Regions from separate parts of the Rattus norvegicus genome. Here region 2 is linked to region 1. The links are chromatin contacts, called in public Hi-C maps. All regions are on one chromosome and are shown on one strand. Each heading gives the region's core, a stretch centred on a gene start, on an enhancer-like site or on the middle of the called end of the contact. The rest is flanking DNA. Distances are from core to core; before and after follow the strand shown.

Region 1 (6,707 bases), core at 1,409-3,908:
CTATGTTGTAACAGATAATTGTGTGATATTTCCTTTTAATAATACCAAAACTGTGTTCTGTGTACTAGTGCTGCATATACACAAAGGGGCTACGACCAAAATGACTCTTATCTTTCCTTTAAAGATCTGTTTTCTTGCCAGGCATGGTGGCACTTGTCATCAATCCCAGCACTCAGAGGCAGAGACAGGTGGATTGCTATGAATTTGAGGCCAGCCTGGCCTACAGAGTGAGTTCCAAGATAGCTGAGGCTACACAGAGAAAACCTGCCTTGAAAAATCAATCAGAAAAGAACTGCGTTCCCAAAGCAGGCCACATGCAGCGTTTGCTCAGAACGTCAGGAACATTAGGATGAGCCAGGCTCTTTTATTCTAAGGCTATCAGCGCCTCTCTATGAACAAAGGTCTTACCATGACATGGCTAACAGACTGCTCATGGCTTCAGAAATGCTTTGCTTCCTTTCAGAGCAAAGCTTATAAAAGGCGTTAGGTAACAAAAGTTGTCCACTTGCTTTTGTGTACATTTGTGGCCCAAAGTGAAGCAGTTTCAGTGAAGCGTGTGCCTGGTTGTCAGGCCTCCATGTATTCCCCAGCCGCATCAGGTGACTTCTCTTTCCTAGTCTCTGACATGCTTCTATTCTCCACTCTATGGACTCATTAAACCAGAAAGACGACGTCTGTGTTTGGTATGGCACAGTTGTACTCCTGTACAGACTTCACAGCTTGCATTCTCCTGGTTTAAAATACATGTAGATCTCCATGTTTGTGTTCTATGAGATTTCTTCATGGAGGGAAAATCAGTGTCTTGATATGGAGACATCACCTTCAAAATAACTGATAGGCACGGAATTATCATGTGCACTAAAAGCCTACACTACATTCTTGATATACAATATTATTATTCTGAGATTTTAATGTGCCAATTTCTTTGAATTGAAGTATCTCTTTGAGCATTGTACTTGGTTCTCCATTAAAGGAGAAATAGAAGTGACAATGATACTTTTTCTGAAAAAAAAAATTCATTGGGGTTTTTTTGAGACAAGGTTCCTCTATGTAGCCCTGGCTGATCTGGAACTTATTATATACATCAGGCTGATCCTGCTGCTTCTGTACTCAGAGTGCTAGAATTAAGGTATGCATCACCATGTCTGGCCTAGCCTACAAATGCACATACAAGCACTTCACACCACACCACATAGCTATTAATTAAGAGGAATGTCTACTTTAAAGGTGCAAAGTCTCCTGGGAGTCTATGGGGTAATCCTAGCTAAGACTCCCAAACAACTGGAGATATAAAGGCTGAAATGGCCACTTCTTGTAGTCAGACAGAACTTCCTCCAGTGGACGGAGGAAGTCATCAGTTCACTCACAAAACCTTCAACCCAAAATATGTCCTGCCTACAAGATGTGCAGGGAAAAAGATGAAGCAGAGACTAAGGGAACTGCCAATCAATGACTGGTCCAAGATGAGACCCACTTCATGAGAGAGACCAACTTCTGACACTATTAATGATGCTCTGCTATGTTTACAGACAGGAGCCTAGCATAACTGTCTTTTGAGAGACCTCATCCACAGCTGATGGAACAGATGCAGAGACCCAGAGCCAAACAATAGAAGCAGCCCTGGTAGTCTTGTGGAAGAGTGGGACACAGAACTGGGCAATCCCACAAGATCTACAACGGCAACTAACTGGGGTCCTAGGAGCTTATAGAGACTGAACCACCAAACACAGCGTGTGCAGGGCTGACCTAGGTGCCATACACATTTCTAGCAGATGTGCAGATTGGTCTTCATGTGAGTCCCCGAATAACTGAAGCAGGGGCTGTTTGTGACTAAGTTGCCATCGGACCCGTCCCCTTCCTCTAGCTGGACTGCCGGGTGACACCTCAATGGGAACGGATGAACTTAGTCCTGCTTCTATTAGATGTCCTAGGGCATGGTGGTACACAAGGATGGCCTTCCCTTTGGAGAAGGGGAGGGGATAATGGGGGGATTTATAAGGGTTGGATGGGAGTAAGGAGGTAGGGGGCTGTGATCAGGAGATAAAGTGAATAAATAAATTGGTAAGAAAAGTGATATACTTCTAAATGTATTGTAAATTAGTACTGGTTCTTATAAAAGACAGGAATTTAAGTTTCACAATCTGCCTTTTACCTCTATTTGGTAGTGTTAATTGCTGTCAGCACAGAGAATTCTTGCTTTAGTTTTTACCAAGTCCAAGTGAGGTTTGCCTGGAACTAAATCTCATGATGTACAAAGGTCAAGATCTCATGATGTACAAAGGTCAAGTCAAGAAGAAACAGCAGTTACCGGAGGCAGATGATCAGAGCCATTGGGGGACTGTGCACACAGCAAGGTACAGGTCTCAAAGATATATTTAAACAAAGGTTAAGAAGGTGGGGCCCTTCCTCACATCACACCAGGGGCTCCCACACATGAGGGATCTCCATCACTCCTGGCAAACTCAGCTACAGCCTGGCAACAGAAAAGACCCAGTCACATGACTGGCAGGAATATTTGGTTTTGAAATCTTTTATCTCAACTGTTAACATCTAACTAGAGCAAACAAAACACCTTTGCTCAAGAATAAACACAGTGGAGGGGTTTAACTGGCTAAACAAACAAACCAAAACCTGAAATTACCATGATGGCACAGAGGGCAGCATCAGGACAGCTGAGACACAGGACAGCTACTCTGGGTTGGCATAGTGTACTTAAGGGTTGTTTAAAGGATGCAGTGAAGGTACTCACCAAATATCTCCCCTCCGCTAGCGTATTCTGTCACCAGGTAAATCATGCGCTCTGTCTCCATGACCTGTGCAAAGGCAAGACAGTGATGTGACACAGGTGGCCGGCTGGTCCAGCAGAACCATTGTCTCTGATGGTAACAGCCCTCCTTAAAGGGCACAACACATGGGAGGGGACATAGCATTGTGAGGAAGGGGAAATGGGAACATTTACTGCTTCAGAGGCATGGTCCTCTTTGTCCCCAGGTCTCTGTAATCCAATAAGCTGAGAAGCAAAGACGTTGCTAAGAACTAGAAAAAGTTCAATTTCAACCTCAATTACAACTCAAGGCTCTCCTCACACATCACCAGCCCAGTGGGAGAGCCTTAGGGAAAACATTGTGTCATCAAGGAACATCCAGAAACCACACAGGATTTGATTTCTAAATAGAAATGTGAATTCTTCTATGAACCATTTGTTCATAAAAGGAGGGGTCCCATAAACTATCAATCAATACTGTATCCCATAAAATACCTTTCAATAATGTAATTCATTTATGTGTATTTCATTTGTCCAGTCTACTCACAACTTTTTAAAAATCCACAGTGAGCACTGTTTTGTTTTTTGCCAAACTCATGTATGAATTTGTCAGGATAGCTGTAAACATTTTAAGCACCTACTGTGTAAACCAAAGACCAAAGGCTTCTATCTCCTATCTACACCCATTCTCACAGAGACACTTATACTTAGCACTGGGCATCTCCCTAAGGATGTTGGGATGAACACAACCGAGCTGTAGTGCCCATGTTGTCTAAGGCCACAATTTAAAACAGAAGTCAGAAACAATGGTCGCCGTTTACCTTCATATGCCTAAAGAATTATCCTTTAAAAAAGTTTTATTATATATAAGTACACTGTAGCTGTCTTCAGACACACCAGAAGAGGGCATCAGATCTCATTACAGATGGTTATGAGCTACCATGTGGTTCCTGGGATTTGAACTCAGGACCTTTGGAAGAACAGTCAGTGCTCTTAACCACTGAGCCATCTCTCCAGCCCAAGCATTATCCTTTTAATAATCATAAAACAATTTTAGACTGTTTGAGTTTTACTTAAAATGAACTTAAGTTAAAATAAATTACATTAGGGCTGGCGAGATGGCTCAGGGGTTACAAAAGCATTGGTTGTTCTTAAGGATCTAGGTTGAATTCTCAGCATCCATATAGCAGTGTGTAACTGTATGTAGCTCCAGTTCCAGGTAATCGAACATCCATATGCACAGACATTCAGGCAAAACACAAATACATATAATAAATTTAAAAAGAAATTCTTTTAAAAGTTTAGTTCCTCAGTCACTTTGGCCATTGTTTATTTAATGTACATGAGTACACTGTAGCTGTCTTCAGACACACTAAAAGAGGGCATCAGATCCCATTACAGATGGTTGTGAGCCACCATATAGTTGCTGGGACTTGAACTCTGGACCTCTAGAAGAACAGTCTCTCAAGCTCTCAGACCCACACTTTTAGTACATGTGGTTCATTAATTATACTGCTTGCTGGCTGCTTTCTTTTTTATCTTTAAACATCAACACCACATATGTGTAGAGTGGTAACATGTTTAAGGGGTTTGGTGGTGGTGGTGGTGTGTGTGTGTGTGTGTGTGTGTGTGTGTGTGTGTGTGTGTGTGCGTGCATATGCGTGTTTATTGGTTGGTTGGGAGAGTTGTTTTTGAGAGAGGAACTTACTAAACACCACGCTAATATGAAACTCACTACACAGTCCAGTCTGGGCTCTACTTGTAATCCTGTCTTAGCCTCCCAAGTATTGTGACTACAGACATGTTCTACCATGCCTGCCTTTCCTTTTAATGGCTTTAGAATAATCCATCATATGAATACATTTTAAGTTCATCTTCAAGCAAAATAGCTATGTCCTTTCGACACAACAACTGCTGTGAGAGACCTGTCCATAATTCACTTATTTGACAAAAATGTTCTATATTAAATATATTGCAGATACTTAGAGAAATATTGTATTGTGAGTTTCCTTTGAATCCCTCCCTTTTCTTAACTCTCATTAGCTGCAAACGTTCTTTTGCTATTAAACTTCTCAGGGACTCAGAACTGTTGTCTCTGGTAGGTTATTCACATTTGCTCGCTCTAAAACTCTGAGGAGACAGCCCTGAAAACTCCCTGATCACACGTGCTAGTCCTGCATTCTGGTAGCTCAGAATCCTGTTAACAATTCTAGTCCCCAAAAGCAAAATAAAAACAAACTCAAAGAAAGCTGGGTCGAAGTCACAGCTGGAGAAGGCAAATAATCAACTCTCGGCACAATAGGCCAGCTTGAAGGATCTGATCATAAATCTCGCAGGATCGGAAACTTAATCATAAATTCTGCAGGACAAAGCCTCCTCCTGTCATCCCGCAGGTCATCCTGAATCCCGCAATTACTTTAGCATGCCTTACTTTAAAAGGTGAGTCCTTGCTTATTCAGTTGCTGGAGTGGCCATGCACACCTTTAGTCCCAAGCAGTCTGGGAGGCTGAGGTAGAAGGGTTATAAGTGAGAGACCAGCTTGGGCTACAGAGTAAGAACAAATTAACAAAATAAACATGGGAAAAAACACTCAGTTTCATTCACTCCACCAAGACAGGCAAGAAGCCAAGGATAAGACCTGCCCCTCACTGTGCAGGGCCTTCAGACAGCCCAGGGAGAATCTAAATTTGCTTCTTATAGAAGGTAGCTTTTGCCAACATCGTTTACCGTGATACGTTTCAACAGGTCTGACTGACGGAACTCATTTCACCTTGTGAGCAGCTGACTCCAGAAGGGAGCTACAGCTGCAGGCTTAACCACCCATGCCTCTCTACATGCTTTTCCATAGAGATCAGCCTGCTCTGCAAGTCTGCCATAGTGCCGGCGTGCTTCCTCAGCCTCACACACACCCGGGTCAGGAGACGTCTACTGCAGACTCAGCAGTGAGCACGCTTCCCTCAGCTCTGGGGATGACTTCTGCAGCAGAGCTGAGAGCAAGCTGGATGAACACACTCAACACACTGTAATCTGAGAAACCCTACCTCTCCCCAAAATATCTCCTCCACCATTGGTAGCCTCCTGGTCAGTCTGACATTCCACCCAAGAGATGCATTTCTTTTGCCATAAGTGTTTGATGGTGGTACAAAGCAGGCTTGCTTCTTAGGAAGGTAAGAAAACTACCACAGAAATCTTCTTGTGATACTGGGTACCTCCAAATTATCAAAAGCAATTGGAGAACTAAGCCCAGGCTCATCTAGAAAAGAGAAGGAAGGGGGCTGGGGGCTGGCTGGGGCAAGAGCTCATTCTTTGCCACCCGTAATTCATAGTTGGAACTAGCGTTTACATTTTCACATGAGGAGATAACAGTCTCTGTTCCTTTGAGGTTTCCACGATGCTGAGGGACTCTGATCCACATAAGGAAACTTTTAGCCTTAGACTCTGTCTGTGTGTTGCTTGCGAGAATCAAAGGACAGACTCAAAGGACATGGGTGAAGCTCCCAGGGGAGCAAGGAAGAGGGTGGGGTGGTGGTCGGATAGCAGCCCTTCACCCCCACACGCCATCTTCACAGCAGCAGCCCTTCCCCACCCGCCACGCTGGGCTCCTGTCCCTCCTACCTGGTAGAGCCTGATGATATGTGGGTGGCAAAGCATCTTCATTATCTGAACCTCCCGGAAAATCTTCTTCAGGTTCTCTTCATCCAACTGGGTCTTATCTATGATTTTAATAGCAACCTAGCACAGAGGAAGGAAACATATGGATGTGTTATTAAAAGCAGTTTACTCAAGAAAATTAAACCCACTTTCAACCATTATACTCGACAAAACACAAACGGCTAGCATTGTGTTCTCAGGATGTCGAGTAATAAAATGGTGTAGCTCTTTTAAAAGACAGGATATGGATCCTGAGGAAGTTTGTCTCAACAGATATGCTCCAAAAGCAGAT
Region 2 (6,707 bases), core at 2,230-4,729, 110 kb before region 1:
TTCTGAATAATTCTGGCCCCTAGGTTCCTCACTTTCCTTTCCAAACAGGTTTTGTTACCTCCCCTAAATCACCCCGTAGGTATCTGGAAACTAGGATTCAAACCCAGGCCTGGGCTTATGATTCAAAAGGGAAGCCTTGGAAGGGAAGGAGAAGGCCAAGCAGTTGGGACCACCCACAGCATGTTCCAGTCTATTCTAGAACATCCCAGAGGGACTTTCCCCATTCTAGGCAGAGGGATGTGACCTGCAGACCTGAGTCAGAGGCTACAGCCAGTGAAATCCTTTGGGTGGAAGTCCTGAACTAGCTCTACGCCCTTGGGGAGGCTCTAAGTCTCCAAGGGCAGGGGAGAATTCATTCCAGAGACTGCAGCTTGCCTGTGGCTGGCTATGCCCAGGAAACCACTTGGGTGCTCTGATGGATTGGTTCATCTCTTAGCCCAGCAACCACCAGCTCGGTCATAGACAGGCCAGCCGTCCATCAGGAGGCTCCGGGGCAGAGCGTGCCAGGGTTCTCTGCAAGCTCCGGCACCTGCTCCAACTTTGCCTCCAAGAAGCGTTCATATCCTGTGGTACCTATTGTACAGCTCTGGAGTCAACAGGTTTATCCATAGGTGGAGAAATTTCCCAAGCAAACCCGAATAGTTTACAGTGCAGTAGAGTGACTTACTTTTGTATAAATAAGTTCAAAGGCACAGCACATACAAGAAGGGACTTGCCATACAGTAAACTCTTCAAAGTCAGGGACTATGTCTTGCTGCCCTCCAGGTGTCCCTGTCAGCATGTAACCCAGGGACACAGTGACAGGAAGACTGATTTGACTGGTGCTCCACTGGAACCTCAAGGGCACTTGATAACTGTTTGCTGGCTAAACAGCTGTAAGTGGGATGTGTGTTTTGTTTTCTGATAGAGGGGCATCTTTTCTGTGTTCGCCTCTCTAGCACGCCAACCCCCTGATCCACCCGCAGGCTCGTTGCCTGCCCCACCCCTATGTCCCCCAGTCCACATCTGATACTGCCCGGCTTTGCCAAGCATCAATTTCCTCCCCACCTCAGGCCAGCCCCCCAAGGAATCATACGGCGACCCAACAGGGTTAATTTCTCAGATGCTTTATTGAGTAACGAGAGGAGGTATCGTCACCCACAGGACATGTGTCCTCAAGCTGGTACGAGAAGTGCTTGGGAACAGAGTGACAGACAGGTGGTGGGGCAGGGCAGGTGTCTGCTGCTGTGATGGGCCGAGGACACCAGGGACAGCTCAGCTCTCCAGAGGTTTGGGCTGCACCTGCTCCTGGACCTGTTCCTGAACCTGCTCCGGGAGGGGGAGGGCTAGGGGCTGGTCTGGGCTCCCCTTTTTTTGCAGGGTGCTCATAAAGGAGCTGACCTTTTCCCTCAGGTTCTTCTCCAGGAAGCTCAAGTGGCTTTCCACGTCCCCCGAATCGGAGCCCAGCTGCTGCCTGAACTTCTCCATCTGCTGCACCAGAGCCATGTTGAACTTATCCCCCAGGGGCTCCACAGCACGCCGGAACACCTCCACCTGCTGGTCCAGCTGCTTGTTCAGGTCTTCCAGAGACTTCTGCAGTCCTTCCGTGTTGCCTTTCAGCTTGCTTTGCACATCTTCCACCAGCGGGGCCAGATTCTTCTGCAGCTGGTCGATATTTGTGGAGACCTTGGTCTGGAGCTCCTCAGCGTTCTTCTTCATCTGGAAGGCCAAGCCTTCCATCTGATGGTTGAGTTTTTCCTGCACACCCTCCGCGAGAGGGGCCAGTCTGCTGCGCAGGTCTTCCAGGTTCTGGTCGATCGTGGCCTTCAGCTCGTTGGCACGGGGGGTTAGTTGCCCCTTGAGCCCTTCCATATTCTGGTTAAACTTTTCCTTTAGCTCGTTGGCAAAGGGCACCATGGAGGACTGCAGGTTTTCCACATTGTCTTGTATTGTGGTCTGCATGCGCTGGATGTAGGGGGTCAGCTGGCGTTTCATATCCTGGGTCTGTGCGTTGATCTGAGCTTGCAGGTCCGTGGCATAGGGCCTCAGGTGTTCCTGCAACTTCTGCACGTTGTCCCCGAACATCTGGCTCACTTTGTTGGCATGGGGCATCATGTTGGCCCGTAGGTCCTCGAGCTCCTTCTGGATCTCTTCCCTCACCCTCTCTGTTTCCTTGGTTAGATGTCCACTCAGTTGAACGGCGAAGGGCACCAGCTTGTTCTGCAGGTCATCGGCATAGGTGTTAATGTTCCCAAGTTTGTCCTGGAAGAGGGTACTTCAAGGAAAGAACAGAGAGAAGGAAGCACCATTAAATACACTTGTAGAACACTCAGCTTTATACACCTGCCTAGGTCAGGAGTGAGTCCTCAGGAACAGAGGCCTCCATCTTGTCCCTGTAGCCCCCCCCCACCCCCCAGGATGGACCATGCTTTCAGGAAATCTCTTAGGATTAGTTCGACTTTGGAGTTTTATCTGCAAGGCTTCTGCTGAGCCTCTGTATCCTTATCTGCCCACCATGTGACTTGAGAACTTTGTTTTCCTTTCCTGTGGATAAAGAATGGGACTGGACTTTGACATCCCTCCCAGCACAGGATCACATTGTGCAACACATGTCTTCCAGTGGCACGGGGTCTGATGTCTTTGCATGTGCTCAGAGGGTCCCCAAACATCCCAGCCTCCCTCCCCCTGATTGCACAGGCACCTCGTGTCCTTATGGGACATGTCTCTCTCCTCTTTCTACCAAGAGTTGGTGATGGGATTTGACCATTTACCAAACGCTAGCACATGCAGATAGGAAGGTACTACAGGGATGGGTCCCTGGGTCCAGCTTCCCTGTTTATAGGCAGGATCTAGGTCTGGAGAGGCAAGACTCTGATGTCCCATCTTGCCAGTGTCCCATCTCTGAGGTCAGCTATGGGCTTCAAGAAGGCCTAGCCTCGCAGTCTGATCCCACTTACTTGAGCTGTTGAGTGACATCTGTCTTCTGCAGTTGTTCCACAGCCTCCTTGGCATTGTTGCTTAGCTGGGTGAAGTAGTCCCACATCACATTGGCCACCTGGTCGGAAGTGACCTCAGCCTGGGTCCCTGGGCAGAGAGCAGAAGGCAAGTGATTTATGAAGATGCATCTCTCTCCTGGTCCCTCCGCCTCAGCTCTGAACTGGATGATGTTGGAGTTGGGATAGTGCAACCCATTTCCCCATCCCTGGGATAACTCAGGGAGCACAGGTGCCAGGGAGAACAAAGTCCTTGTGAGCCGCTGGGCAAACGCAAGGCCACCCTGAGCTGTCCACGAGTTCTAGAGCTGGCTTTTCTGGCTGCCTCTCATGAACTACAACTGCTGGAGAGCAGTGTCTACTCACCGGTGATGGCCACCAGGGCCACGGTCAGCACCACAGCCTTCAGGAACATCCTGGGCTCCTCACTGGGTTGGGACAGCCCCAGCTACACTGGATGTTTCCTAGCGTCAGAAGAAACGGTTCACCTGTGTCGCTGTGAGGATTGACGGCAGGCAAGGCCAGCCACTCATTTAAAGCCCCTCCAGCCTTCTCTCCCCGCCTCCTCCCCAGTGTGACTCCACGTTGGAAGGTGACACACTCCCAGGAGGCCTCTTGGACTTTAATGACCCCAAGACAACGTGGATGCTGACAGCACACAGGCAGCCTCGGGGAGCTGTCTTGTTGAGTTGGCTCCGCCCTGTACAAGAAGCTGGGAAGGATGGCCAGAAGCTTCAGGAGGAACCAGCCTGAGAGTCTAGGGGAGTCCCTGAGCAGAACCCAGGATCAAAGGAGTTAATCATAAATGTGCTTTGTGTTTCATGGCGGTCAAGCCGGGTCACCTCAGTCTAGTTATCTGAAGCCTCAAGTTTCTTCTTTGAACAACGTGTAGTTTGTTATATTAAATTATGTGGTCCTTGGGAAATGGGTTCAGGGAGCTTAGCCCAGAGTAAGGGCTGAAATTAATGATAATGATTTTCTGTGTGCATCAGAGATAGGAAGGTAGGGGAGAACCCGATCCTCTCTTGACAGTGGCAGAGGGAGAGCCACTCTTTCCCTCAGCGGGTCACCAAGTGGGCTTGAGGCAGCAGTGAGAGAGTGGGGATGGCTAAGGTTTGATTACTGCCCCACTGTCCCCAGCTATATGCAGGAGCCATGCAGAATGACCTCTCTCTCTCTCTCTCTCTCTCTCTCTCTCTCTCTCTCTCTCTCTCTCTCTCTCTCTGAAGGTGACAGACTACACTGCTGTGGAAAGTGAATGTTTTGATCTCCTACTGAGACTGTAAATGTGTCCACACATATAGTTGCAGAAGATCTCCACAGGAAAGGTGCCAGGCTGTGGTCTGAGTGGAGCCTCAGTGGACCATACCAGGGACTAGATGATGACACCCATCCATCATATTGTCCCATTAACTGCTGTCCACAAGATAGCATTTATGAAATGAGAGCCATTAGAATAGACCATAATTGTGCCAGCCTGATTTGCTGTGTGGCCATCCATTTTCTTAAAAAATGTGTCCAGATTGACTTGTCTCATGAGACCGAAGACAGCTGGATACCTGCCCTCCTCTGCTGGGCCCTATGACACTGCAGTGTTCCCCACACCTCTCAAGCCTCCTGCAGTGGCCAGGAGCTCACTCCTTCCTAGAGCAGCCATGTTTAGTGAGTTTTAAAAAAATAACTTATGGCAAGTGTGGTGGTCCACGCCTTTAATCCCAGCACTCAGGTGGAGGCCAGTGGGTCTCTGTGAGTTCGAGGATAGCTTAGTCTACAAAGTGAGTTTCAGGAAGCTTGGGCTACACAGAGAAACCCTGTCTCAAAAACCCAAAAATAATGACAATGAAATAATAGTAATAATAATAATTTTATTTATTTACTAGTTTTTGGTGGGGGTGAGTATAGAGGTCAGATGAGAAGTGGGAGAGGTCTGTTCTCTCCTCCTACCGTTTGGTTTCCAAGGCATTAAACCGATGTCATCAGGCTGGGTGACTTTGTGCACTGAGTCATCTTGTTGGTCTTTTGTGTTTTCTGAGCTCAGGCTCTGGAGTAGACTCCCTGAGTTTGCATCTGGATTCCACACAGTGTGTGCTGTAGTGGTCTTAGATGAATCTCGGCTGTGAAGATTCTGTGAGATAATCTGGCTCCCCGTAGGTTCTCCTCGTTGAATATTAGCTATGCTTTGCCTCTAAAGAATTGGTCTCTCTGTACCATTGACCCATTGGTCCTCATCTTGCTTTGCCTAATCGGTCCTGGTCCAGCCTACGCTGGGCCCAAAGGTCAGAACCGATGGGGGATGAGTCACGTAGGACACCTTAGCTAGAGCTCCACCTCCTGGACCTGAGGGCTGAGTACCAGGTGCCACCAGCGTGAGACAGGTCCAGAGGTGCTTGCCCATTCGTACCCTCCCTGAGGAGACCTGTGTTACCTAAGTTTGTTCAAGAGTGGCTGCTAGTGATGGACTGTGAGATATGCATAGATATCTGAGTTGTCTGTGCGCACAGAACTTGGCTCTGAGCTAAGAGACTGGGACATCGTGCCTATGTGTGTGCCCAGCACTCACGGATGCACCATCCCCTGCAGGGAGGCTGTACTGTCTCCTGGCATGTCATAAATCGGCGTATTGACTTCTCCAACACTGGGGCATACTTCATATGCATCTGCTGGTGATTGGCATAGGGGGTGAGGCAAAATGAAAACCCCATGTCTCAGCTTCTGGGGGAAAAAAAAACAGATGATCTTATAGCCAGCCTCGGCCACAGAGGATCAAGGGGTCTTGGCACTCAAGTCTCTGTCTGATTCAGTCTTCTTGCCTGTGCTCATACACAGCTCATGGCCAGGAAGGCTGATAGCTGTACCTACTCTGTCCGCCCATACAGGATCAGAGTAGAGCCGTGGGGCTCTTATCCACCCAACCTGCTGTTAGTCAAACAGAGGCAGGCTGGCAGTCCACTCCTGAGAGCCGTTCTCAGCCCAAACATTCAGGACATCTTCCACACTGTCAATTTGACCGAGTCTTGAATCACCTCAGAGAGGGGTCTTTGGGCGAAGAATGCCAGACTATACAAAATGAAGGAGGGGAGCCAAGCTGAGCTGAGGACTGGCATCTCAGGGCTCGTGACCGGGTGCTTCACAGTCCCTCCACCACGACTCCCCATGTGGGAGCCAGGATAACCCCTCGCTTTGTCTTTTTTATCAGGATATTGTATCATAGCAACGGGAAGAGAAATTATGGCACCCCCCCCCCCACTGCTGCTTCCTCCATGGGACTGGGTCTGTAAGCCAAGAACACTGTCCTAAAGTCCAAGTCATATGGGTGAGAGGGCACAAGTGTTTTGGAAGGGACTGTCTCAGGGCCCAGGTTCCAAGATATCACCTGATGCCAGCTGTTATGTGGGGTTCATACACCTAAGTTCTCTGCACAGCTGTATCACATGGCTGGGACTCTCCAAATCAGTCAGCCTGTGACATCATTCTCAGGGCCAAGGACTTGATGCCACACCCAGATTGGGATCCGATGCCTATTGTGCCCTTTGCCTAGGAACAAGAAACAGGCTGAGAAGAGAAGAGAACATAGCAGCTTCCCCCCACCACACACAGTGCCCAGTCCTGGTACCACCTTGGTTCCCTCTCAGCTTTGCCAAGAACTTTTCTCAGAGGAAGCTTAGGTATACATGGGGACCGAGGACCAGCCCAGGTGCTGGGCCCCAGCTTTCCCACTGCTGGTACCACCCTGTG

The links. Hi-C and Micro-C count contacts between places; a contact is called where the count stands out from the background.
Region 2: a contact with region 1 is called in a Hi-C map of kidney, with 2.1 times the contacts expected there. The contact joins the promoter of Apoa4 here to the enhancer-like site in region 1.

The regions. Positions count from the first base shown.
Region 1 is chr8:55,319,277-55,325,983 of GRCr8, reverse strand. It overlaps Sik3 (SIK family kinase 3), which reads right to left. Exons shown (of 25, transcript NM_001271216.2): 2 at 6,380-6,496; 3 at 2,750-2,813. Among named protein-coding and RNA genes, the nearest start is that of Apoa1, 100 kb to the left of the region's middle. Within about 2 kb of position 2,658, at least 4 of the 93 cell types and tissues checked have an H3K27ac peak or open chromatin away from gene starts, as enhancers often do. A contact at or near this core is called in kidney, where this site is marked.
Region 2 is chr8:55,432,551-55,439,257 of GRCr8, reverse strand. Apoa4 (apolipoprotein A4) reads right to left here and starts at 3,479. Exons shown (of 3, transcript NM_012737.2): 1 at 3,339-3,479; 2 at 2,937-3,063; 3 at 1,098-2,254. The coding sequence starts at 3,387. The coding sequence ends at 1,255.